Regions from separate parts of the Danio rerio genome. Here region 2 is linked to region 1. Evidence: chromatin contacts called from public HiChIP or PLAC-seq data. All regions are on one chromosome and are shown on one strand. Each heading gives the region's core, a stretch centred on a gene start, on an enhancer-like site or on the middle of the called end of the contact. The rest is flanking DNA. Distances are from core to core; before and after follow the strand shown. Region 1 holds the start of si:ch211-202e12.3 (a long non-coding RNA gene). Region 2 holds the start of mblac2 (metallo-beta-lactamase domain containing 2).

Region 1 (2,700 bases), core at 72-2,571:
AACAGTAAGAGTCACGGCTTTCTTTCGCTCGTTTGATGTTTTCATGTATATGATGTTGTCCTTATTTACTCTGAATGTGTAAGTCAAATGAGATATAATGTCTTAATGCAATTGGATGTTTTATAGAAAATGAATGTCCTTGATTAAACGCTGAAATATAAGCTTTTTGTTGTGGTTTATTGATCATTGTGTTTTCAAAAATGCTTAACCTACATTTTAAACATGTTCTATACGGTTAAACTTTTCAAGTGATAAGTATGAATAGAGAATAAATAAGAAGACTAAAACTGTCCTCATAGGTGACACGAATCTAGGCTTATTCAATTGACCTATACAGTGCACTGAAAAATGTTACATTTAACGAGCTCATTCCAATAGCATATAATGTGATCACGCATTTAGAAATCTATTAATATTTTCTATTCAGTGCAACTCAAATAAAACACAAATTCACATGAATGTCTAATCGAAGAGTGTGGTTGTGTGTGTCGAATTTGCGCAGAATCAATGTAGCCTATCGTTATAATGGACCTGACGATGATTAGTACAGTTTCACCGGAGAAACGTGTGGATGCATTCAAATAATGAAGATGATACTGCGTGTCACATTTTTTAACCATTGAACAATGATGACATCTTGTGGCCAAAATGTGACATTGTTCTTTCGTACCTCAGCTTTTCACAATACAATTCATTTGTATAGGGCAGGGATGCCCAAACACGATTCTGGATGGCCAGCTTAGCATCAAGCACAATCATGAGCCAGTTAATCAAGCAGTTAATAGGCTTGCTTGAAACATCCTGGCCGGTGTTATGTGACAAGTTGGAGTAAATTCTGAAGAACACGAATGGTATACGAATGTTTATCCGATAATTATTTGTAGATTTTTCACTTTCGAAATGACCAAACAATACGCTATACGAAATCAAACAGGACAACACTAATGTGGTTCGTTATACAGCTTTCGAAGTTCTTACCTGCCACAGATAACTTTCCTAACGTGTTTTCCTCGTTGCTGTTGCTTTCATGGTGTCTGTACCCTGTCATAGTCAACAGTTTATTAGGGTTTGAGCTGTGTATGTCGATGCTGACATGTGATCGAGGTAAAAACAGTCGTTACATTTTTTAAATTCGCTTTAAAGTCTGTTGTCTTCTAAGCTTCCGGTTTCCATATATGGATGTTTTGCGGAACAGAAAACATCATGATTGGTTAAAGTGTCTGCTCGTGGTCAATTTACATATTATTTTTAACAGACTCTTGCTGTCAAAGATGTTGACATACATTTAAATATTGTTCATAAAAAGGTTAAAAGAAAGTAGGAACGAGGTATCTTGCTCAAGTCATATATATATATATATATATATATATATATATATATATATATATATATATATATATATATATATATATATATATATATATCTATATATATATATATCTATATATATATATATATATATATATATATATATATATATATATAGTGTCTTAGTCCCTTTTATTAATCTGGATTAATCTGTGGAATGAACCGCCAATTTATCCAGCATGTTTTACGCAGCGGATGCCCTTCCAGCTGCAACCTATCTATGGGAAACATCCATACACTCTCATTTACACACATACACTCCGGACAATTTAGCTAACCCAGTTCACTTGTACCACATGTCTTTGGACTTGTGGGGTAAACCGGAGCCACGGGCAAACATGCAAACTCCACACAGAAATGCCAACTGACCCAGCCAAGGCTTGAACCAGCGACCTTCTTGCTGTGAGGCGACAGCACTCCCTACTTAGCCACCACGGCGCCTAGAACTTTGTCTCAAAAAATTAAAATAAAATAATAATAAATATATAAATATATCAGGGTTTCTGCAGGTTTCACCAAATTAAATGTAAAACTTCTTAAGTCATTTTTAAAGACTATTATGAATGAAATTTTAGACTTGTACAGAGCTAAATGCTAAGGATTTTTTTTCAAATACCCTAGTTAGAAAAGATTTGCCATATCAAAAAATTATTAAAATTTAATACATTTAACAATAAAACAACAATAATAATTCTGTTTGAACCACTGGTCAGGTCAGTATATCCTCAGCAGTAAATAAATGAAGGACTTTTAATCAAATATTACTGTAAGGAAAGTAATTAAATGCTCTTTTAAAATATTAAGTTAAAATAGATTGAGATGGGTTGTGGTGATTGTAGGGGGGTTAATGGCCAGATTGGTTAGCTGTACATGAACAAAGGAACATTAAGACGTGTAAAAAAATATTTAAGACCTAAAACCCAACATTTCAGTTGATTTCTAAGGCCTTAAACTTAGCCTTTGAGAGTTAAGACATTTTAAGAATTTTTAAGACCCAGCGGATACCCTGATACATTCTAGGTTTATTGGAAAATAGTCTCCTATATATTAAATATTAATTATTCATTCATTCATTTTCTTTTCAGCTTAGTCCTTTTATTAATCCGGGGTCGCCACTGCAGAATGAATCGCCAACTTATCCATGTTTTACGCAGCGCACGACCTTCCAGCTGCAGCCCATCATTGGGAAATTGAATAGTAATTTAGAATAATTAATTTAGAAATGACAATTTTTAAGTGAACTATCCCTTTAAATCAGAAAATATATCAATGTGGCCAAGATTTACTAAAAGGCAGGAAATTAAATTTGATGCAGACCCACAACTTCACTAA
Region 2 (2,700 bases), core at 175-2,674, 490 kb after region 1:
TCTAATGTTGTTACAGCTTGACGTTGTGTGGACGTTACCACTGTGACGTCTATCAGATGTTGGATTTTGGTTGCCATACCAGATGATTAAATGTCAGTATTTGATGTTATTATGATAAAGGTTAAAGATATTGGCTTGATGTTGGATTTTGGTCACTTTCTAACAGCCTAAAAACCATCCAAATATCAACATCACTTGAAGTCATTATTGGACATCGAAATAATGTTGTCCTTAAACGCTGGCTAGCCATTGAATTTTGGTCAACTGACATCACAACCTAAGTCAAACCTAATAATAACGTCTTATGGCGTTGTGTACCTGCTGGGCTATAACTAGATGCACTACAGAATGTTACGTTTACACACATACACAAATTACATGTAAACGCATCAGCTTTTCACGGCATAATACTCACTACTCTTGAGTACTTTTTAAAGAGCTACTTTTTACTCATACTTTGAGTAAGATTTACAACATATAATTTTAATCTAATTGCACTGCATTTTAAGGCAAGTAAAGGTACTTTTACTTGAGTATGATTTTTCAGTACTTTTTCCACCACTGAGTACAACTCACTGCAGAGTAGTCCATTGACTGAGAATTACGGGGAGGAGGTCATGTGTGGTTTACTCTGCATCCGCTGGGTTTCTGCCAGTGGTCCACTATAATGCTGCATTCTCCACCATCAGGCAGATTATAAAGCCACATTAGACAGTCGGCTTGGTTTTCACTAACCACTGACATGTCCTCTGGTGAGTTTAGCATGATCTGATTTGTTTCGATCTTTCTCTGGAGCTCTTCAAAAAGATATTATATAAGGATGCCCAGAATGAAGTCATGCAATTCAGTGTATTTTACTACTGTAATAGATTATGCCTTGAACCCTGCAACGGTGCATAAATGCATGCACACATAAAAAATGTGCTTAAAACGTATAATGTTGCATACACTGGCACAGTAGTTACAAGTAATTACAAGCCCACCTTCTTGTAATATATGGGTTGGTGTGACCGCTTTCACTCTGTATTGCCTGGCTCTCCATCCAGGCGAAGGAACCTCCACAATCTCGCGGTCAGAGAGCCATGTCACGGTCTCGAAGTTGTCACCGTTGGCCAGAGCGTCCACCTCCGCTTTGTGCACGCCCACCTGTTGAAACTGATGCAGCCCACCCGAATGATCAAAATGCACATGTGTGCCGATGGCCAACAGCGGGTTTTTACGCTTCGCGTCGTCCCCGAGCAGCGATTTCTCTTGGATGTATTCAGGCAGGCTCCGTAAACCCAGGCCGGTGTCTATGACGACGTCCTGATGAGAACCGCGAATGAGCCAGATATTCGCCCTGTTCCCCGATTCATAAAACCGTTCCTGGATCCAAAACACGCCGTTTTCCAGCGACTTGTGCGCGTACCAGTCGGTCGCAGCCATCCCAAATTCATTCAAGATGTTGTTATTGCATACGAGGATAGATGTATGGTTGTTAGCCTATAATTCTGGCTTCAAATTTTGCTGCTTCAGCCGCAGAGAGGAGGACGCTGACACCCTGTTCCGCAAGCGTAACACGTCACCAGCCATAACGACGTGACGCGCCGTAGAATCGAGAATGCTATTGGCCATTGATGAAATTAGCGCCTCCCAAGTTATGCATATTAATAATAAAGCACAAGCGGTATTTAATTAATTGCCTATTTGTACTTAATGCGTCTGAAAGCTGTAAAGGTAAGTGGTTGCTATTTGAATATGTTTTTTTTTCTGTTGCTGCTCCGCGACGGAGCGTAATGGAGATTTAAATAAGTAAAACGTAATGGATATTTAAATAAGTAAAACATTATATCTGCATTTATTTACCCAAATGCTGTTACAATGTATCTTGTATGTTAAATACAATGTTTCAATCATATATCTCGTATTTCTTACAAAGATACAAGTGTATTGTTGTAACATGCTGCGTTTTTGCGAGGTGAATTCTACTCAAATAGTAAAGTAGCCTAATATTAATCGTATTCAGGTGTGCTTTGGCAACTCAGAAATTAAAAGACGATCAAACGAGGGTTGTTAGTCTAAGTTTACTAATGCCAAACAGTTATTTTGGGGAAAAATAAATAAATATACTAAATTAACTAAACGACTAAATAAATAAAAAAAAGAGGAAACCAAACACATCAGAGTTGCTTGTCTCGAGAACAATTATGCATAGATTTCCTTAATGCATAATTTAAAATACTGTTAAAAATAAATAACAATAAATGACTGTAAATTACAAATAATTAAATAATAAATGAATAAATACATCCTTTATATAAACAGTGCATTATGCCCTGTTTTATGTTCTTGCATTTACAGTTGCATAACAATTAAATACACTACTTGAAACTATTGATTTAATTAAGTTTTATAGTTTAAAAGAAAATAAATTACATATGATTGCTCAAATTCATGTAGCAGTTCAATAATTCATTTTTTTTAATCCACCTTTCAAGAAAATCTAAATTAACATATTTGAAATGTTATTTTATGTGCATTACTGAACAATCTCATTCTGTATTTTATGAACATTTCCTGCTTGTTATCAAACTATTTCATAACTGTAAAAGAGGCACTTCAACCATATCATAATGTTAAAACCGCTGTCATAACATTATTTATCAATATGTGGCTCTTTTTGGATTCTCGGAAGCTATACAAGTTAAACATGTAAAACAG

Evidence for each region. HiChIP or PLAC-seq counts read pairs in DNA pulled down with a chosen protein or histone mark.
Region 2: an H3K4me3 HiChIP or PLAC-seq map of embryo shows a contact between it and region 1, with 7 times the contacts expected there. The contact joins the promoter of mblac2 here to the promoter of si:ch211-202e12.3 in region 1. A contact is called at or near these places in 2 of 18 Hi-C or Micro-C datasets (caudal fin and embryo) and 1 of 4 datasets of contacts at active chromatin or transcription factors (embryo).

Annotation. Positions count from the first base shown.
Region 1 is chr5:52,234,112-52,236,811 of GRCz12tu, forward strand. It overlaps si:ch211-202e12.3 (a long non-coding RNA gene), which reads right to left and starts at 1,322. Exons shown (of 6, transcript XR_012406334.1): 1 at 979-1,322.
Region 2 is chr5:52,721,987-52,724,686 of GRCz12tu, forward strand. mblac2 (metallo-beta-lactamase domain containing 2) reads right to left here and starts at 1,425. Exons shown (of 2, transcript NM_001123267.1): 1 at 984-1,425. The coding sequence starts at 1,425. It also overlaps a transcript of polr3g not described here.